2 separate regions of the Gossypium hirsutum genome follow, and region 1 is linked to region 2. The links are chromatin contacts, called in public Hi-C maps. All regions are on one chromosome and are shown on one strand. The core of a region is the stretch at or near the end of the contact, and the rest is flanking DNA. Distances in the headings are between cores, read along the strand shown.

What was found. A called contact is a pair of places that touch in the nucleus more often than the background predicts.
Region 1: a Hi-C map of leaf shows a contact between it and region 2, with 2.0 times the contacts expected there. The contact joins the promoter of LOC107926830 here to the promoter of LOC107926793 in region 2. A contact is called at or near these places in 2 of 34 Hi-C or Micro-C datasets (both in leaf).

The regions. Positions count from the first base shown.
Region 1 is chrD11:58,787,498-58,790,963 of Gossypium_hirsutum_v2.1, forward strand. It overlaps LOC107926830 (probable ribose-5-phosphate isomerase 3, chloroplastic), which reads left to right and starts at 2,121. Exons shown (of 1, transcript XM_016857765.2): 1 at 2,121-3,140. The coding sequence starts at 2,121. The coding sequence ends at 2,966. It also overlaps the pseudogene LOC107926831.
Region 2 is chrD11:58,597,956-58,601,568 of Gossypium_hirsutum_v2.1, forward strand. LOC107926793 (receptor like protein 26) reads right to left here and starts at 1,894. Exons shown (of 2, transcript XM_016857716.1): 1 at 1,674-1,894; 2 at 994-1,564. The coding sequence starts at 1,894. The coding sequence ends at 994.

The sequences.
Region 1 (3,466 bases), core at 871-3,370, 190 kb after region 2:
TAAATACTAAAATTTGTCAATGGAGTCTGGCAGTATAGAAAATGGCATAAAATGATGCAGAGAACAAGGAATTATTAAGAACTTACGTTGATCCATATAAAGCAGTCTTCTGAACTTTTGTGATTTCAGAACCCGAGTGGTTGTCTTCAATAAATATTGTCAAGCTGGTAAACATAATAAAGTACCATTAACATTAGTATGGTTAACGTGATGATCAAGACTAAACCCGGTACATTAGTGGGCAAACTATAAACGTACCTACGAACATTCTGAAACTTGACACACTTTAAGGCTACTGATTTTCCCTGCAAAAGAAGAGAGAATGATTTCTTAAAATATCCTTACAAAATAGCAGTTTTCCGACAATGAAAGACTGACAAAGAAGAGCTACCTAAAGATTGTCTGGAGATAAAACAGCAGTGTCACTTGGAGGGAAGTCATTGACATTACTACATTCAAGTACAATGAAATATCATCAGTGAAATGTTAAGCCAATCCCGAGAATGTTATAATTCAAATTACCTAAACCCCATATGTTCCCTGTTCCTAAAAAGTTTCACCGTCTTTGGACCTGCAGAAGACAATCTTCATGGTAAAATACTACAACAATCAACAACATCAAAGGTAAAATTAGTAAGGGTGGGATTCGGAACCGGTATTCAATGAGTTTGATTTCGTGATCAGATATTCAGATGCATAAATGTACAAATTAAAAGATACATATAAACATAATTAATAAAGATTTATGGGAAGATAATCATATACAAAACTTCACCTTCCTCTTCGGATCCCTTGACGTCAATGGAATGTAGTTTGACGACTTGAGTGAAAGGGATATATATATGAAGAGTTGTTCATCTGCATCACTCTCTAGATTAAAACCTTCATCTTCTCTATAACCCTAAATAATCCATGACCATAAAACTTTTAATTATTTCATAATATGCAATTCCCACAAAAGCAACTTAAGACAAGATAAATGCATTGGACAATGAAGTCAACCCTAAAGTAATAAACTAAACCATGATTTTTCCAACATAAAAAAAGTACAAATGTCTGCCTAAATAATTCAATGACAATTGACAATTAGCTAGTATTAAGGGAGTAAAAATGAAGAACAGAGAAACAAGAATAGCTTGAAGAGAGTCACCTGCTTGAGAGCATTGGACAGGGAGTGACCAGAGCTTTGGTTAAGGCATTCAACTCCAGACCAATCAATAAAGTCCAAGAGATCAACCTAATAAACAAAAAAATTCCCAATCAAGTTAAAGGTTTTAAGAATCTTTCTTGCAATTACACCAAGAAATATGTGATGAAAATTTTATATACAACATAGTAACAAACGAATCTTTTTCAATCAACCAGAAAAAAAAATCCGAAAGATAATCAGTTGCCAGATTCCTTGTTTTTCCCACTAAATTTCTCAAGTTGTTTCAGAAACCAAACAAAGGGTACAGAGACTTTATTGGAATACTCACTTGGTTTCTTTGAATTGCAGTAGCTGATTCAGCAGCCGCCATGGTTTAAGAGGTTAATGAGATTGCTGATATAAAAATTGTCTTGTGAAGGAAAAAGAACCACAAGGAGCGAGAATAATTTGAGAGAAAGTTAAAAGACAAACTTTTATAGTGCCCACTTTTAATGGTTAATCAATTCTTGGAAAAAGACGAAACTAGAAGGATGTCAGGCGCTGCCGTTTAAGTTCAAAGCCATGTTTTTGAGAGCTTTGCCTTGCTGATCAAACCAAAATGACAGTAATTTTTTTCAAATGGTCAAGAGATAATCTTTTGAGAGAAGAAAGAAGCCTCCTTTTTGAGACAATCTTCAGTATAGATATCCAATCCAAATTCTCAAACCTCCCGAGGCCCAACACCCCTCTCAAGTTCTCAAACAAACAAATTGAGTCCCCACCAACCAATAATGTAATCATCTAACCAATTAACCAACCAAATCTCAGCAGCCCCTTCTCCCTATCCTTCAATCTTTGACCTCAAGTTCTCCAAAAACCAACAAACACAGATCATATATCAAAGCAAATGCAATCCAACAGCCACTGACCACAACCTTTCATCATATCTACAACCCCATTTTCAGGCTTTCATTCCATTCACCAAAAACCAATGGCTTCCTTATCCCTCAACCTCTCCTCCCTCCACCACACCTCCACCAACCCTCTTATCCTACGCTGCACCCCTCTGAACCTACGCACCCCATCCCAGAAACCATTCTCCATTAGGTCCCAAGCCGCCCCAGTGCTTTCCCAAGATGATCTTAAAAAGCTTGCAGCTGACAAAGCAGTTGAGTCAGTCAAATCAGGCATGATCCTAGGCCTAGGAACAGGATCAACAGCAGCTTTTGTGGTCGACAAAATAGGCCAACTCCTTTCCACGGGCCAACTTTCTAACATCGTAGGTATCCCAACTTCGAAAAGAACACAAGAACAAGCTGCATCACTTAACATTCCCTTATCTACCCTTGACTTGCATCCCCGTATTGACCTTGCTATTGATGGTGCTGATGAAGTTGATCCTAACCTTGACTTGGTTAAAGGCCGAGGCGGTGCACTTTTGCGTGAGAAAATGGTTGAAGCAGCTTCATCTTCCTTCATTGTAGTAGCCGATGATAGTAAGCTAGTTTCAGGGCTTGGAGGGAGTGGTCTAGCTATGCCTGTTGAAGTTGTGCAGTTTTGCTGGAAATACAATCTAGTTAGACTGCAAGGGCTGTTTAAAGAGTTGGGTTGTGAAGCAAAGTTGAGGTTAGTAGGGGATGGTAGTGAAAAGCCTTATGTCACTGATAATGGGAATTACATTGTGGATTTGTATTTCAAGAATCCAATTAAAGATGGGTTTGGAGCTGGGAAAGAGATTTCTGCCTTGGAAGGTGTAGTGGAACATGGGCTGTTTTTAGGAATGGCTACCTCTGTCATCATTGCAGGGAAAACTGGTATAGAGGTTATGACTAAGTGAATTAAGTGTTGAGTGGAATTTACTTTGTGTGAGGGGGTAATTTGTTAAAAAAGAAAAAAAGAAAAAAAGAAAAAAAAATTTTGATTCTGTGTAGAGTGATTGCAGAATGTTGAATGATTGAGGGGATTTTAGAAATGAATTTTATTGGTTAATGAATATGTGGTTTTATGGTTATTGCTTTATCATATTTAAGATTCCAATTTTTTGTATTTTCTTGGGTTATGTTTTGGTTAAGGGATTCATTTTTTTTTGGTGAAAAAGAAGATTTAGAACATGAATAAAATGCTAATAAAGTTAGAGCCCAGACGACATTATTTGCATCGAGTTGTCAATATCCTCCTCCAGAAACTTTGGTAAATGTGAAGTTGGATCAACGAATACAACCAATTTATTCATTTCACTTCCTGTTACATTTGCTATGCAATCAGCAACCTTGTTACTTTCCTTCAAGACATGTTGAAGTTTAAATTGTCATTCTCTATTACACCACTCATGAATCA
Region 2 (3,613 bases), core at 644-3,143:
ATATATTTGAACCATAATTAAACAATTAAAATTCTTATATATAATTACACATTAAATTAAAGTTGATATATAATTTTGAGATTTATCCCTTAAACTATACGTTGAAAGTAGTACTTAATAATTTCACTTCACCAATATACTTCAATCTTCTAGTAAACTCCTTGTAGTTAAACGACGTTGGCAACTCACGAACTGCTATCCTGTAAAACTCCACCTTTTAATTAAGGTCCCTATAGCTCTCATTCTCGTCATTATCATTAATAATCCTTACAAAATTTTCACTTTAAATAAATAATTTCAGGCAAGTATGGTCAATTCTACTTGGAACTCGTAATATGATCTCATTAAAGCCTTCACCGAAACTCGCCATTCCTTCCAAGAGATAAATAAGAAATTTCAGTCCACTTATCGTTGAATCATACTCCTCATCAAAGTAGGAAATCCAGTATTGTTCCAAACACCATCTTTCTACACATCCTATAAAATCTTTTATACATACATATATCATTACACATCAACCTTCATGCAAGGATCAAGATATTACATAGACCTTCATGCAAAAAACTTCTCACATCCTGTCTCTATTTTTAATTTTTAAGAAGCTTCTCTCCTATAAAAAAAATCATTTTCCTCTCGTAAACCCATAACTCTTTAAATCATTATTAGATTTAAATAATTTCCCACTAAAGATTTGAATAGTATGCTCGAAACTATATAAAAACTATCCCAACCCAACCCAAGTAGACATTCTAATAATATGTTATATCCTTCTTCCAACTCCACTTCTTTTTCATTATAACAAGAGTTGATGAAAAAAGCGAATGGGCGCATTCTAATAATACATGACATAGATGCATATAGAGGGAAAAAAATGATGAAAGATACAATCTTCATCCCTACCATCCCCAATGGTGCTTGCAAAGTCCATTTGATTTTTTATAGTACATGCATCCTTCGCCTTCTTGCAGGAAATTTGGAGGAAGTGTTGGCAAACTAATCTAGTTTCTTTTTTACCACAACATGCCCAATCACCACTCCAAATAGGAATTCACATCCATAACCCAACAACACTACTTTCCAATCCAATCCAAACTCTTCCGAAGAAGTCGAAGATGGAGGTGGCAGGCTTCCAGAATTGCTGCTACATTCTTTTAGCAAGGGTTTTCCGCACAACCCAAGATTTCCATCAAAGGAGCTACTTTGAAAAGTCTCAAATTGGCCGCCTCCTGGTATGAGCCCTGTGAGACGATTATGAGAGACGTTGAGGATTGAAAGGAAAGTGAGTTGAGTACTCAACTCCATTGGAATTCTTCCCACTACCTTATTTTGAGAAAGATCCGAAGATTCAAGATTTGTAAGCTTCGCTATGGCTACTGGGATTCCTCCAACGAGATTGTTATTCGAAAAGTTGAGCAAGTGAAGCTCTTTGAGCTTCCCAATCGATTCTGGAATTTCTCCATCAAATCTGTTGCCCGAGAAATCAATTGCTGCAAGAGTTCGAATGATCTTTGGGTAGTTCATCTCCATGCCTTCGTGTGTAATCGTCATGGAGTAATCATAATCCCTGGGAACATGCATAATATTTATCCTCATGTCTAAACTTTCAAGCCTGTATATAGGAGGCGAGTTTTTTCCATCTAGATTTTTCATGCTAATCCATCTTTCAAAGTAACCCCAAGACAAGGTTCCATTGAATCTGTTGTGAGAAAGATCGAATGATTCGCAACTTGGGAAAGACAATAAGATTCAAATTAGGATTCTCCATCCTACCATAAAATGCATTAGAAGATAAACTAAGAATATTCAATTCTGGAAGAGACCCTAACCAAGAAGGGAATGCATCTCTAATCTGATTGTTTCCAAGATCACGATATTCCAACATTTTATACTCCATCAGCGATTTTGGAATCTTCTCTTGCAATTTGTTTTTGCTTAAATCTATCACTTTTAATCTGTTTCCACTTTCCCAACCATTTGGAATGGGACCCGCTAACTGGTTGGACCGCACCTTTAGTACTAATAAAGACTTGTTGAAGTTGCTCAGACACTGGGATCCCACCACTCATGTTATTGTAGGAAAAGTCAAGAATGGAAAGAAAGTTGAGATTGCACAACAACTGTGGGATCTCTCCCTTGAGAAAATTGTTGGAGATGCAATAGAAAACTGTAGACAAGGGTGGAACTGGGAGAGAACCTCGGATAATGTTGGAATCAAGTTTCAGATATTGCAGTTTAGACCATGGAAGAACAAGTGGGAAGTCATCGAAATCGGTGAGGGAGTTGTATGAAAGGTCTAAAAACAGCAGGGTTTCAGTGCTCACTTTGGACATCCACTGCGGTATCTGGCCCTGAATGTTGTTTAAAGAAAGATCAAGAAGCTGTAATCGATGTTGGTTGCGCAAGAAATATGGGAACTCTTTTCGATGGTAGTATCGTAATGCTATATCAACAAGCTGAGCTTGATGATGGGTGGCATTGCTATTATTTGGAGAAACTAAATAGAAATTATTCAAGGACAAACAAATATTGCATATCTATTGTCGCCACAGTAAAAATTTTAAGTTTCTCAAGTCTCCAGATTGAGCTTTGGACTAATCCATGTAGCATGTTCCCGAGTAGATTCAAAGAGTTGGGTCAAGTTGGTAAGCTTAGAAGGAATAAAACCTGTTAGATTCTTTTTTTAAAAAAATTGATTAGTCAAACTTGAAAAAGAAAAAGAAAACAAAGACAAAAATCAAAATTTTTCCTGGTAACTCACCCGTGAAATTATTTTCTTGAAGAGACAGAGTATCGAGTATGGTGAGATTACCCAACGTTGGCGGCACTGACCCTATGAAATAGCATTTTAAGTACTATCTTCAACTTCAACCATATACCCAAATGAAATTAATCAATAATATGGCACAAAAATAAAGTTAACCTTTACTGTTAATTAATTTTTTTTTTACTTTAGTCATAATTCTTTTATCATTTTAACCACGTTTAAAATGATAAAAGAATTAATAATATGGTACAACCTTCAACTTCAACCATATACTCAAATGAAATAAATCAATAATATGGCACAAACATAAAGTTAACATTTAAATTTTAAATAATTAAATTAATATTTTTATTATAAAGTTAATTAAAATGTTAAAATTTTAATGGTATTAATGTCACAATTTATGTATTCACCGACCTTAGGTGTGTTGGCCTAATGGTCAGGGTATTCACTGCCCCAAGTGTGGCTTGAGTTTAAGTTGCGCTAGTCGCGTTGTTGTTAGGGCTTTGCCCTCCTCTTGTAATTCACCAAAAAAAAATTTATATCATAATTCATCCCAACAACTAATTTTAAAATCGAAATTTGGCAATGGATTCTCTCTATGAAAGCAACAGTAAGGGGGAAAATCTCCTAGGAATCGAAGCACCAAGAAGGTACGGTTCAAAGACTTAGAGCCTACTTCGGATGTTGAGATGGCTGTTGAACCAACGCCGACGCCAACCTTGTCATGGAAAGATATGGTTTTGGGGAAAGGTTTTACTTAATCAAAAGGGTTGAGTGATGTTCACTCTATGATGGGGATTTCTCCCTTCTTAAAGGTGATGTTAAGAAGTCGGTCATCAATGGTAT